Regions from separate parts of the Mus musculus genome. Here all the other regions are linked to region 5. A link is a contact called in public promoter capture Hi-C data. All regions are on one chromosome and are shown on one strand. Each heading gives the region's core, a stretch centred on a gene start, on an enhancer-like site or on the middle of the called end of the contact. The rest is flanking DNA. Distances are from core to core; before and after follow the strand shown. Region 1 holds the start of Zfp185 (zinc finger protein 185). Region 2 holds the start of F8a (factor 8-associated gene A). Region 3 holds the start of Prkx (protein kinase, X-linked). Region 4 holds the start of Cetn2 (centrin 2). Region 5 holds the start of Vbp1 (von Hippel-Lindau binding protein 1).

Region 1 (2,700 bases), core at 99-2,598, 2.5 Mb before region 5:
TACTGCAGAGAGTATGAGTGCAGGAACAAAGGTCTGAGGTATGAGGGCACAGAAGTAGTCAGAAGACATGGGGAAGCCGGGGAGATTACAGTGGAGTGCTGGGGTGGCTGGTCTTACAGACAGAGGTTGAACACAGTCAAACATTAGGCCTTCTAAAAGCATCTGCTTTCATTCCAACAACAACCAGAAGCTGTAGGAAAGCGCTCTAAGCAGCTAGCATCTGGTCATATACCCAGTGAAGCTGCATGCATACTGTGTGATGGCTGAAATGGGAAGGGCGATAAGTCACAGGAAAACACGACAGTGAGTAGATTTGAGGGCCACTGCTGTAAAATTGGCAACAGGACTTTAATCTTTCTTTTTTCCTTTTTTTTCTTTTCTTTCCTTTCCTTTCTTCTTCCTTCCTTCCTTCCTTCCTTTTTTTCTTTCTTTCTTTCCTTCTTTCTTTCTTTCTTTCTTCCTTCCTTCCTTCCTTTTATCTTTTCTTTTTCTTTCTTTTGTAGTCTATCATTTTGATCATTTTTTGTGCACACTGGCTTAACTCTCTCCTCTATTGAAAGGACTTCTCTGACCTCACAGTGAGGGTTAGGAGCCTTTGTTGGATGTTCGACACCCCTACTACATTCTCACACTTCGTGCCTTTCACACATTACATATCCAAAAACTGTGAATGAATGTCATTTATTAAACCGAATGTGTGTGTCTTCCGACATGCCCTGAGAGGTAGTCCTGTTTTGCCTACCTGCCGGCTCCAAAAATGACCTTCCAGGGTACAAGTTTTCCCAGGCGCCAGACAGAAGTTTCTTGCTCACTTTTTTCTCCTATGCCTGACTTCCTGCATGATCTCAGCCATCAGTCCGCACCCCCCTGCCCCCAAGCCTGGTCCTTTCCCCGCCCCTGTCTGGGATCTCCATCTGTAAAATGGATCTAGGCACAGTAGTTCTCGACAGAACTGACCCGCCAGCATCTGTGGAAGTCGTTGGCCCAGAGCCTGGCCAGATCTCGCCGGGCGCAGGCAGGGACGCCACTAGTCAGCGAGGGCCCTTCATGTGGTGGAGTCCTCCTGGCCCCAGGGCTGGGAGCCCAGAGGAATTAGCCTGGAAGTTTTCCATAGCGGCAAAACTTTTTGGAGCTCGCTCTGAGCTGGGTGAGGGGAGCCCCAGCCTTGATTTCTCCAGCAGCTCCATTGGGCGGAGCAGGGAAGGGGTGGGAGGACCGAGGACACCGGCTGGAGAATGTGCGGAATGTGCCAGGCGCATCTACCTACCCCAGGAGAGGGCAGAGGAAGGGGGCCGGCCGAGGGGAGGGGCGAGGGGCGAGGCTCCCAGCAGCCGGAGAAAACCTGTTTGTTCTCGGGCGGGCGGAGCCCAGTCCGTGCCTCTTCGTTGCCCCGCGCGCTTCCCACTGCGTACCGCTTCCCGCGCCCGCTGACGCGGCCCGGCTGGGTTCAGTGCTGCCCACCCGAGGGAGCCCGCGCACCACGCCTGTCCGACCCTCTGCCCGTCACACAAGCCGGGCACCTGTACCAGGTAGGGTTGTTGAGTCGCCGTCCTAAAGAAGTGGCTCGACCACCGGGAGGCTACAAGGAGCACCCAGTTCGTGTCCTCCTGGACACAAGCCAGGGCCTCAGTTTCCCTACCAATAATTCATACTCGCTCCAAGCATCCCTCTTCGGAATCCCGTCAGGGAGGCAGTGCCCTCGGTTTCTGCTTTTCACCGCGAGTGAAGAGACAGGCAACGTTCCTCAGAGTGTCCAACAAAAGCAGGTGGCTCTCTGGCTGGTCTAGTCCCTCTGACCTACTCATTTGTGGATGAGACCGATTGTTAGTAGACTGCCAGCGGGGATGGGGCAGGGTGAGCCTAGAATTGGTGTGTTGCAAGCATCACAGAATTCCACATCCTTAGTAAAATGTGCCCATTTTATAGATGAGGAAACTGAGGTACAGAGGCAAGCTTACTCAATAATCCCCTCACTGGCCTGGAGCCCAGAGCAAAGGGACTTAATGGTGGTTTGTGATAGACATGTACTGGTCACTGGGCGACCTCAGGGCTGGGAAGGGAGCTGCTCATACTCAGACAGAAGGCGCCGAATCAAGTGTCACTGTGGTGTTATCAGCGGGATCTGCTGTGCACAGTCTCTGTAACTGGATTGTTTGTGTGGGAGCAGGGGAGAGCCAATAGCCTCATCCTCTTTGCAACTGCTTAGTGATAGCTTGGCCTCTGAGAAAGGTTGGAAACGCAGATCCTCCTGTCGGCCATGCCACTTCCTTCTGTACTGTGGCACCTGGCAGCTCCACTGAGTAAAAGGAGAAGCCTATCAGGCCCACCTTCCCCTCCAAGGCTGTGGAGTCTATAAAGTATGTTGGGAGTTGTGTTCTCCACAAGCCATTGGTACTGACTCTTGACATTAAGGTAGGTGGTGACACCTGCTCTTGGTCTTGTCTTGCTCTCATGGTTCTTTGGATTTCTAGTCATGGGCAGGAAGCAGGTTTCCACAGGCTGATAAACCTGAATAATGGTGAGGGGCTCTGAACTGGAGAGCTGCAGTAGGAAGCTTATGAAGTTCTTATTTTCCCATGGCCTCAACTGGCTCTTCTGCACAAACAGTGCCAGTTTGGGTGGGTGCCAACAGATCTCCAGGGTACAGGTACAACTTACTGGAGGCCTTTCGAGAATGTGCTGTCCATCGCCTTCAGCCCA
Region 2 (2,700 bases), core at 43-2,542, 2.3 Mb before region 5:
CTTGCAATATACATAAATGCACTCATTTGAAACCTAAAGTACATATGTGATATATCACTGTTCTATGGGATAGGTTGTCATTTAAGAGAGAAATTGGTATACTGGCTTTTTTCAGAGGGAGGGAGGGCAGGAGGGCAGGAGGGATGGAGGGAGAGAGAGACAGAGAGAGATTGATCAAGACATTGATGGTTTTTAAAAATTATTTCTTTATGTGTCTGTGTGTTTTACTGGGAAATGAACTCAGGTCCTCTGCAAGAGCAACAAATGCTCTTAAGCAGTAAGCTTTCTCTCAGGCCTCCATTGATGCTTTTAAATGATAGGTCTGCTATGCACAATTCTATTTTTTGGTTCACGATAAGAGTAGAAAATTAACACATCCTTTATTTGCTGAGTTCATTTGACTTTTGGATCAATGGATTGCTTTTTTAGAATTTGGAGGATAGGATCCAAGTGTATCACACCATGAAAAACTAAGGAGAAGACAAGAGAATTTGCGAAATGAAAATTAGCTTCTGTTGTACATCTTGACAAATTATTTTCAGGCACGTAATTCTCTACTAGGTGCAAGTATATAATCCTTTATATATAAATTTAATAATGTACACTCCCCCCTTTTGTTCAAGTTCTGGTAGGTAATCATTTGGACTAATTGAGATAGTTCAAAATAAAGTAAAAGGAATCCCTTCTTTGTTTTTAAATACTTGGTATAAATTGAAACACATGCATGTACAATAGCTAATTTAAAGTGCCTTTGGTAGTGCATGTCCTGCTAAAAATCCTTCATGAAAACTCTTTCAAAATCAATGTGTATATGATTGCAGGTGATATGTATATCAATGTGTATATGATTGTAAATAAGCTGTAAACTAGCAAAGGCTCCCACCATGGCAGGACCTGTACTAGCTTGCTCAGTCAGGTCTCATGTTTGTTGAGGAAGTGAGGGGTACGATGCTAATCCTGGCAGCAGAGAAATCCTTTGCATATTTGACTGGCACTGGACCCGCCCCCTCCATTTGCGTCACTCAAGCCCCACCCCCGCAGAATTTAATTCCATACGGGGACTGTTTGGGTAGGCACCCAGCCCTTCTTCCTTGATTGGCTTTTATAGTCCTCCATATCCCTCCTTCAACAGCACTTTGCACATCACTGTGGCTACAGCAGAGCGCTGGGGCGCCTGAGGCGGAAGCGGAGGTGATGAATTGTGATCCCATTGTGGGCTAGGCGCAGCGTAGCGTTAGTCATAGCTGTTCCCCCTCAGCCCTCCCTCAACCGGAAGTAAGGCGGCGCGGCTAGCCGGTCAACATGGCTGCGGGCTCTGCGTCCTCCTTGGGCGGCGGTGCCTGGCCAGGCTCAGAGGCTGGGGACTTCTTGGCACGCTATCGGCAGGTGTCCAACAAGCTCAAGAAGCGCTTCTTGAGGAAGCCGAACGTGGCCGAGGCCGGGGAGCAGTTCGCCCAGCTAGCCCGGGAGCTGCGCGCCCAGGAGTGCCTGCCTTATGCTGCCTGGTGCCAGCTGGCTGTGGCGCGCTGCCAGCAGGCGCTCTTCCATGGGCCCGGGGAAGCGCTGGCCCTCACAGAGGCGGCCCGACTTTTCCTGCGGCAGGAGTGCGACGCGCGCCAACGCTTGGGCTGTCCCGCCGCCTACGGGGAGCCTCTGCAGGCGGCCGCCAGCGCCCTCGGCGCCGCTGTGCGCTTGCACCTCGAGCTCGGCCAGCCTGCCGCCGCTGCTGCACTGTGCCTGGAACTAGCTGCTGCCCTTCGCGCAGTGGGCCAGCCGGCCGCTGCTGCCGGTCACTTTCAGCGGGCTGCCCAGCTGCACCTGCCCCTGATGCCACTGGCCGCACTGCAAGCGCTTGGTGATGCTGCCTCCTGCCAGCTGTTGGCGCGCGACTACACAGGCGCCCTGGCGCTATTTACACGCATGCAACGCCTGGCACGGGAGCATGGGGGCCACCCGGTACAGCAACTCGAGCTGCTGCCGCAGCCGCCTTCTGGGCCCCAGCCACCCCTGTCGGGACCCCAGCCGAGACCTGTCTTGGGCTCGACCTTGCCCCTCCCGCAGCCCCCGGACCACGCCCCAGGCTCTGTTGCGCCTTCACCTGGCACACTCGGTGCCTTTGCTGACGTCCTAGTCAGGTGTGAGGTGTCCCGTGTACTGCTGCTGCTGCTCCTGCAACCACCACCTGCCAAGCTGCTGCCCGAGCATGCCCAGACCCTGGAGAAGTACTCCTGGGAGGCTTTCGATGGCCATGGCCAGGATACCAGCGGCCAGCTTCCTGAGGAGCTGTTTCTGTTATTGCAGTCTCTGGTCATGGCTGCCCAAGAAAAGGACACTGAAGGCATCAAGAAGCTGCAGGTGGAGATGTGGCCACTGCTAACCGCTGAGCAGAACCACCTCCTCCACCTCGTTCTGCAGGAAACCATCTCTCCCTCTGGACAGGGTGTCTGATAAGTCACCTTCTTACCAACTTGTTTTATCTTTGGGGACAGGTGATGAAACATGTGATCTAGCTTCTGTTTTTTTTGTCTGTTTTTGTCTTGTTTTTCTTTTCATTTCTATTGCTGCCATGTTAATTTGGCTTTGTGTGCCTAGCAAGTTACTTAAATTAGTGCCCTCCAATTCCATCCATTATTGCCTCGAATGAGAAAACTTCATCCTTAAGGCTGGAGGAGATTCTACGGAGTAATCTTTCTTTATGCA
Region 3 (2,700 bases), core at 113-2,612, 2.3 Mb after region 5:
AGAGGGGGAGGCGGAGAATGTGTAGTTTAAGGTCATCCTGGCTACACAGTGATGGAAAGGCCAGCCTAGAATACAACATGATACATAAATAAACGACATTCATTCAAGCAGCTCAGTTTCCCTCAAAAGTCAATCAAAAGCCAAGATGCAGCGAGTGTCAGCCAGCCTCCAAGAGGGAACCAGGATCAAACTTGCAAGCCCTTTTACCCACACACATTTTTTTTTTAACATCTCACCTGCTCAGCTGAGAAAGTGTTTATTGCCCCTCATCCTGGTCCTGAACCCTGACTTGACTTCCACACCAGGGTGAACACAGAAGCCTCTAGAATCTCTGCTCACAGCTGATCGGAGGACGCCAATCCCTCCCTCTGTCCTTCCTCCATCCTCCCGGAACACTTTCCTAATCATCAACACACCAGGCACAACTGTCCTAGTGACCAAGTTTGCTGAGAAGCCCGGGACTCCTGGGCTTCAGACTTGAGAAGCTGGCGCCCATGATTCGCAAGATCCTAGCCTCCCTCCCCAGTACTCCGGCACGTTTGGGGATCTACCGGCTTCCCTAGCAACTTTCGGGGTCACGAGGGTACCAAGTTTGAGCCACTAAAGAAAAAACGAGACCCAGGCACACAATAGATGCTGGGAAAACGTCCCCGAAGGGTCCCTTGGGGGTCACGCGTCCCTTCGAGTCCCGCCAGGGGTCTACAGTGCGGAGGCTGGATGCGATCCCGAGAAATCCTGGGCATGAGCGGGTGCGCAAGCGCCAGGGAGGCCGGGCGTGGTGTCCCAAGGGTGGCTAGCACCCCAGTAGGGAGCCTCCGAGTCCCTAAGGTGAAGTCACCCTCCTGAAAGCTCTGTGACGTGGGGCTGCCCCGTTTCCGGAGGCCCAGTAATGAGAGTGTGGGAGACAGAAATCTGAGGGTCGCTCCCAAGCCGCGTCCCCACACATAAGTTCTTACTCAGTTCTCACTCACCCACGGTGGCTATGGTGTCCCAATCTTGTAACGAGTGCCCCGCCTTCTGTGACGATGTCCTGGGTTTGGGGTCCGCGGCGGGCGCCGAGACCTTGGTCTTCACGGGGTCATGGTCTGGATCTTTTACGGTCGCCGCGGCACCAGCGGGCGGCTCCATGGGGCGGGGGACGCACGGTGTGACAGCGGCGCAATGGCAGTCTGTGCATCAGCAGTGGGCTCGCACGGGTGTTCCGGAGCCCGCGGCCGAGAGGACAATGGAAGCAAACTCAGCGGGTCTCAGAGCGATGGGAGGGGCTCATGGAAGTCGCCCGAGGGCTCCACGGACGCGCGTGGGGTCCGCGGGACCGGAGCCAACCGCAACCCTCTTCATTCCCGGCGGAAGCCGGCTGGGCGGCGACCGGCTTGTGACGGCGGGGGAGTGGGGTGTCTGGATGACGCGAGGGGGAAGAGCCTTCATCTCGCTCCGCCTTGTTGCGTAACCGACGGGGAGGAGCCCGGCGTTGGCCCAACCCTGCCTATTGTTACTCACCCGCGGGGCCCACGCCCATGGGATGTACCTGCACCAAAGTAAAAGTAATGGAGGGGGCTGCACTGGGGCCACGGGGTCCAGCTTGACACACACACACGCACGCACACCATGGGTCTCTCTCTCTCTCTCTCTCTCTCTCTCTCACACACACACACACACACACACACACACACACACACACACACACACACACCGCATGCCTGGTTCCTCCCCCTTGGCAGGAAGCGGGAAGGAAGAGGTGCAGGAACTTCCGGCTGCTGCTTGGATATTTACCAGCAGAGCCTTAGCAGTGGGTAAAGGCACCAGAAGGAGTCCGGGTTGGGCAGGGTTTCTCGGTTTCTCCTTAATCTCAGGGGATTGAACTCCTGGTGTTCTGTAGTCCCCGAGTGCCGCCCTCCCGAAAGCCCGGGCTCTCAGTGGCCCTGCAGCACCTGCTGATCCTGAGCCCTGGGGCTCCTGAGTAGACCGGGTTTCCAGGGACTTGTTATGCGGCTTCAAACAGGCCTGGGCTCGTAGGCAGTGCTGAGAACTGGGTGCTTCACAGACCGCAGCCACCACCTGCAAGGTGAGGGCGGTGTTTCCCTGAGCCTGGAATGCAAAGAATGTGGTCTCCCGGCTGCTCAGTGCATGCTCACTGCACTGCACCGCTCCTAGCTTTGAGGCACTGGGTCCTAGAAGACACAGGGCCAATAGGGCCCCAAGTCAGGAATGAAGTGGGGACCATCCATTCGGAACCAGTTGCCCCGATGATGCCCGTAGGTGGCAAGTACACTGACCTTGGCAACAAGAAAGTCTGCTGGCTGCTTTATTTATTATTATTTTTTTTTATTGTTTCACATTGAGAACATTTTCTCATTCAATAAACACATGCTAGGACCTGATACTCCACTAGTCAGAATGCACAGAGCCTGCTATTATTTTGAGTTTGGTTACACTATGACAAAACTGTAGCCTGATCCCAGACCTTAGTAGACCCCCAGACTTTATACAGCTGACTCCATGATGGAAGTATCATTCAGGTTATAACACTCAAAATGAAGACAGCGCCACCTACCAAAACTAAAAGACTAGTCCATCAAAGCCCTTAGTTCTGGGAAAGTTTCTAAATCTACTAAGCTTGCATTTTGGTTTCTGTAGTTCCACTTCTGGCTAATTGTTCTTGTTAAAACATGTCAACCTAGAACATAGTTTCTGTTTTAA
Region 4 (2,700 bases), core at 73-2,572, 2.6 Mb before region 5:
TAACCTAAGTGGGAACCAGGACCCAGGCTTCAGTTGTCGTTGTCAAAGATGAAAAGGGAAACGATGCTTACATGGTAAAAGGAGAGAACTAACTCTTCCAAATTATTCTCTGACCGCCACACTCAGGCTAAAATGTGCTTCTCCACCAAGGAATAATAAGTGTAAAAACTAAAATAAAATTAACCCCAACTCTAAATGACAAATAGCACAAACCTCTGTGAAGAAAAAACTTTCTCTCAACTTAAAACTATTTCAATTTATATATGTCAGTTTTTACTAAGTTATAAAAAAAGAAATTGGCAATAATGAGGTTATTTTCTAATATAACTGTAAATTTGTCTTAATGTGATGTCTCATATGACTAAATTCAACTATATTTCATTGGGGAGCCACCAAATAGAAGAGAGTTTTTGTTTTAAAATAGTATATTACCATTTTCCTCCTTGTTCTTGTATAGATCAACATAGAGCAAGTGAATATATGAATATGAATTTCTAGTGTTAACATAGCCTTCATGAGAAGACATAACTCTGACCTCCACTGTCTTAAAGTTTATACTACAGAAAGTTCATGCAATTGTACCATTAATCCATGTGTCACTTTAGGAGATTCAATTTCAGTCATTTTTAAATCTAAAAAAGCATCATCAAAAGCTCTTTGAGAAACCAATTACAGTTATGGATGATCAACTGTATATGATTTCCGTACTCTCGGTTTTAGAAATGTACTTAAAACATCTACTTGTGGTGCCAGTTCCCAAGAACTCTGCTCCTCCAATTACTTATGCCTAAATTTGGCTAAATGTAAACTTACTAAGATAAAAATTATGCCGGTACAAAGTGATAAAAATCAAACCATTTGCACCTGCGTGCTTTCTCACAGCCTCTCCTGAAAGCGTTTGCGACCATCAGAACACAGTAAACCTCTTAGCACCAATGCATAAACTTTAACTGGGTGGCCGCGGCCAGGAGGCCTGAGTTTGACTGAGGCGGAAGTCTAAGGGAAGCAATAGAATGGTCACCCTGCTGTTTCCTGAAAGCCAGCGGAGGTCCAGAGGCAGTTTGTGCGGGGGTGGCTGAAGGTGACTTGGGCGAGGAGGGGGTAGTGGGAAAGAGCAGGCAAGGCAAGCTGCTGGCGGCTGTACTTTCTCTTCTACCCTTCCGGCACACAGCTCCAAGGAAGAACTAGTGCGTCAACGCCAAGAACCGTGCAAGAAAGGTAGCAAGGCTGCACCGAGGCCTAGGAAAGGACCGGGGACGCCGCGTGGGGTCCACCGAATCCCTAGCACTTACCATCACCCAACGGACTCTGCCACCGGTTGTTAAGGCAACGGCGTACTCGCAGCCTCAGCGGCGTTCCCACTGCTCCACGCGCGCACAGCCCGCTTCCCATTGGTTTGGGAACGAAGAGGTGGGGCTAACCTGGCAAAACTCGCCCAAGAGCAAGAGGGCGGTGCGTCGGCAGCCAAAGACTAGCCTCATTGGGCAAAATCATGCTGTGAGCGTCAATTGGTTGCGCCAGAGCCAAGCTAGACCAATCAACATTATGAAGGAAGCTCTGCTGATTGTGGGCTCATATCTATCAGTAGAAAAGGGTGGCGGGTGTTCAGCCAGACTTCTCTGGTTGCCGGTTGTCTGCAAGCTGAGGTCGATCATTTGAGTGTCTAAACCGGGTAAGAGTTGCGGGCTTGCCCTTAGAGGCTGCTGCGTGTGGGTGACAGAGCCTGGAGGAAGTAGGAGGGAATGGGTGGGACCCATTTTAAAACCGAGTTGGGGGACACAGAACATCTGAGGGGCCAGCAAGATATGACCAAATGGTTTGGAGGGGTGACTGTGCCAGGAGAAGCTGAGACCTCGAAACTGGAGTGGGCATGCTGAGTATTGTGTCAGTGGTTCACAGGGCTGGGGCTTAGAAACCCAATCCACATGAGGCTTTGTCTTTACATTAGCTCTACAAGAGTCACTTTAGCTCTCAGGGGAATGGGCTGGGGACTTTTAGATCTTCAAAACTCATCAAAATGTGTCCTGTTAGACGTACAGACACTCAAGTCACATGGGAAGGAGCATTCCTGAATGAGACTCCCTTGAAAGCAAAGCCACAGGAGTTTTGGAAGTATGGAATGTAAAGAGAATTAAAGGGCAAAGTGCACAACGGGTTGGGGCTACCTGGAGCTGTGCCAGGAGTAATGAAGGCCCAGGGTCGAACACAGATTCTATGTTCTACGTCCCTCAAAGCAAAGAAAATCAGTTTAGGGACTTTAAGGGCACAGTATCAGTCTCTCAAACTGAGAAAGGCCTGAGACTTAACAGCTCCCCATAAATGTAATATAGGCCCTTTGCCCTCTTTCCTTTAAGCCAGGAACCGGCTTCAAAACTTTTGTGTCTTGTTTGGCTCCTTTGTTCACTGCAGCAACAATCCCCCATATCCAGCCTCTGAGTTCTCACAGTTCCGTCCTTGAATTGTCCTCTGTTTTCTCTGTTCCTCCTCAGCCCTTCCTCAGCAGTATGAGCTGGAGTTCTCACCATAATCTGCAAAGCCTGCCATGAAATTCCTCCTTCTCCCATCACACCCACACTGTTCCCCCTCTGGCTCACTCTCACCCAGGGCACTATTTTTGCGGCTGATACATTCCTTCACTGACCTTACCCAGTCCCATGAACTTTTTAAAATTTTTTAGTATTTTGATTAATTCTTTGAGAA
Region 5 (2,700 bases), core at 130-2,629:
CCCTCTTAACTCCTGCCCACTCCCTCTTGGATTCATGGTCCCTTCTTGTATGATTATTACTGTATCTTATATAAACTTATAACTGAGTACATTTAATGTTGTTCATATGTACATGTACTTGGGGCTGACCATTTAAGATTTGGCAACCTATCAGGGGGGCTTGTCTCTGGAGAAAATTGATTCTCCCTCCCTCAGCAGCCATTGACTGATTGTAGTTCATCATCTAGTGTAGGGCTGTGTGAAATTTCCCTCATTCCCATTAACGTGTATGCTGCTGGGGTCATTATGTAGGACTTGGCTAGGCAACCATATTGTTGAGATTTCATGGCTATAGTTTCCCTGCCATGTTGTTCTGGCTGGTTTTATGTGTCAACTTGACACAGCTGGAGTTACCACAGAGAAAGGAGCTTCAGTTGAGGAAATGCCTCCATGAGATCCAACTGTAAGGCATTTTCCCAATTAGTGATCAAGAGGGAAAGGCCCCTTGTGGGTGGGACCATCTCTGGGCTGGTAGTCTTGGGTTCTATAAGAGAGCAGGCTGAGCAAGCCAGGTAAGGCAAGCCAGTAAAGAACATCCCTCCATGGCCTCTGCATCAGCTCCTGCTTCCTGCCCTGCTTGAGTTCCAGTCCTGAGTTCCTTTGGTGATGAACAGCAGTATGGAATCGTAAGCTGAATAAACCATTTTTTCCCCAACTGCTTCTTGGTCATGATGTTTGTGCAGGAATAGAAACCCTGACTAAGACAAATTGATACTGGCTTGCTTTGTTTTATAAGCTACTTTTGCTTTTATTTGCAAACAGGGTCTCCTGCAGTGATTATGCATATCTGGTTTATTGATAGATTTGCTTTTTAAAGAGTTGTTGTGGAGGACAAAACTCTGGGAAGTCTTTGGATCTAAGAATTTAAGCACAGCTCTTGGCATTTTTTTCACATAAACTATAAACATATCGAAAGTTTTGACCTGGAAGCCGACAAGTATCTCACTGAAGGTGGCTTGTGAGAAAGATTGGTGTATTTCTTATGAGTCCAGGGCATACACACTCAGAATGAAGTTCACTGGTCTGCAAAAGGGAATTGGGATTGCCTCAGAAGCCACTCTGGAGTGTAGTCTCTTGATATCTTCAGGTGCAGGTGGGGCTGCGGTTTGGCATGGTCTGAATTCCCAGGGCTTTATCCTTGCCCATTCCTTAGATCTCTGAGATTAAGCATTAGAATAAGCATTAGCCTTCTGGCTTTTCCAACACATCCTTTCTAAGCTTGTCAGTCACATGCGTGTAGCCAATCACCACCCACGACGTAAGCACCAATGAATACGCAGATTCGCAGGGAGAGAGGCGGGTCTGAAGTGCAAACGATCCAATCACTGACGCCAACGATCGATGCCTCAGAAGGTAGTTATTTGCTCTGGTGCTTTCTGAAGATGGCGGCGGCTAAGGACGGATGCGGCCTAGAAACTGCTGCTGGAAACGGGCGGCGGCTCCACTTAGGGATTCCTGAAGCAGTGTTTGTGGTAAGAAACTCTTTCTCAGCGTCTTAATCTGATATTGGAGATTGCTTTCCAGTCACTTCCCAGGTCTGGGTCGTTGGGAGGAACAGAGCTAAAGGGTCCCGGAAGGGAATGTCTGGCCTTTTGCCTCTTCCTGCATCTTGGCTTTTTAGGCCTGGCGGGCGATAGCTTTGAAGAAAGGTAGTCCAACCCCGGCCCAGAAGAGGGAGCAGGGAGGAGAACTGGGTAGCTGGAGACGGATGCGAGGCGGATTGGGGCGTGGCGTCCCTTGAAACTGACCAGTTGCTGCCTGTTGTCGCCTAAAGAAAAACAAAAAACAGCAGCAACGGTTATTGAGCTCAAGACCGCAGTGATGCCGGAGATGTAGATGGGTGGACATTTAGCACAGAGAGCAGGCAGAGCAGCTGTTTGTAGGGTGTGGGTACTGAGTGGCACCCAGTCAGCTTGAGCACGGCCGTGGTCCGTTTCCTTGGGAATGGAAGCAGACTGCTGAGAAAAGTAAACGTTAGCACAAACGTTAAGTCCATGTGTTCTTGCTTTTAAGAATTGAGGCTTATGTAATGGGCAACCGGCTGTTATTAGGTTTTTGAAACCATTTTATATTTGCTTTTAGTAATACTATTTAAGCAGTTTGTAGACAACAAATTTTATGCAGTTGTGAAGATTGTGGGAAATGCAATTGGAAGGTTTCATGTAACAGGACCGACCCAAGTTAAATATTTGTACTGAAGCATATAAAATCTTAGTCAAAATTTCCTTGATTCTTTTTTGGTATGTACCAAAAATTATATATATTCTGTCTTATTGCTAACATTCTTCAAAAGACCCTTTTTTTCTTTTACTTAAATCACATTTTATATTGTATATTTTAATGTGCTGGTGGAATAAATTTTTATGTGTATTCTCAATGTTCTGTGCTTTTAAAAATATTTTTCAAGTGATCTTTACATGAAGTAATATTTTCTGAGGTTCAGAAATTTTCTTAGAAAATTTGCAAAACTTTATGAGGGAGTTACTGTTGTTCAAATTTTGTAGATGTAGTTGATGAAACCCAGAAATAGAGGTATCCAGAAGTAGCATTTGAGCAGTCAGGAGAGCTTTAGAACCTCTTTGGTCATGCTCTGCTACTTAGAGGTGAGGAAATTTTGTGTTATTTCTCCTGATCCTATTATAATGCCTGATATATAAGGAT

What was found. Promoter capture Hi-C pulls out the DNA fragments that hold promoters and counts their contacts.
Region 1: a contact with region 5 is called in a promoter capture Hi-C map of cranial neural crest. The contact joins the promoter of Zfp185 here to the promoter of Vbp1 in region 5.
Region 2: a promoter capture Hi-C map of pre-B cells shows a contact between it and region 5, with 6 times the contacts expected there. The contact joins the promoter of F8a here to the promoter of Vbp1 in region 5. A contact is called at or near these places in 2 of 39 promoter capture datasets (cranial neural crest and pre-B cells).
Region 3: a promoter capture Hi-C map of pre-B cells shows a contact between it and region 5, with 5 times the contacts expected there. The contact joins the promoter of Prkx here to the promoter of Vbp1 in region 5. A contact is called at or near these places in 6 of 39 promoter capture datasets (cranial neural crest, embryonic stem cells, liver and 2 more), 2 of 115 datasets of contacts at active chromatin or transcription factors (bone marrow-derived dendritic cells and epiblast stem cells) and 1 of 9 other capture datasets (liver).
Region 4: a contact with region 5 is called in a promoter capture Hi-C map of pre-B cells. The contact joins the promoter of Cetn2 here to the promoter of Vbp1 in region 5. A contact is called at or near these places in 4 of 39 promoter capture datasets (cranial neural crest, erythroid cells, liver and 1 more) and 2 of 9 other capture datasets (adipose tissue and liver).

What each region holds. Positions count from the first base shown.
Region 1 is chrX:72,985,991-72,988,690 of GRCm38.p6, forward strand. Zfp185 (zinc finger protein 185) reads left to right here and starts at 1,349. Exons shown (of 19, transcript NM_009549.3): 1 at 1,349-1,529.
Region 2 is chrX:73,227,014-73,229,713 of GRCm38.p6, forward strand. F8a (factor 8-associated gene A) reads left to right here and starts at 1,293. Exons shown (of 1, transcript NM_007978.3): 1 at 1,293-2,700. The coding sequence starts at 1,303. The coding sequence ends at 2,448.
Region 3 is chrX:77,794,577-77,797,276 of GRCm38.p6, forward strand. Prkx (protein kinase, X-linked) reads right to left here and starts at 1,363. Exons shown (of 9, transcript NM_016979.2): 1 at 972-1,363. The coding sequence starts at 1,128.
Region 4 is chrX:72,917,022-72,919,721 of GRCm38.p6, forward strand. It overlaps Cetn2 (centrin 2), which reads right to left and starts at 1,323. Exons shown (of 5, transcript NM_019405.6): 1 at 1,293-1,323. The coding sequence starts at 1,295. Nsdhl (NAD(P) dependent steroid dehydrogenase-like) reads left to right here and starts at 1,500. Exons shown (of 8, transcript NM_010941.3): 1 at 1,500-1,672.
Region 5 is chrX:75,512,918-75,515,617 of GRCm38.p6, forward strand. It overlaps Vbp1 (von Hippel-Lindau binding protein 1), which reads left to right and starts at 1,380. Exons shown (of 6, transcript NM_011692.2): 1 at 1,380-1,511. The coding sequence starts at 1,422.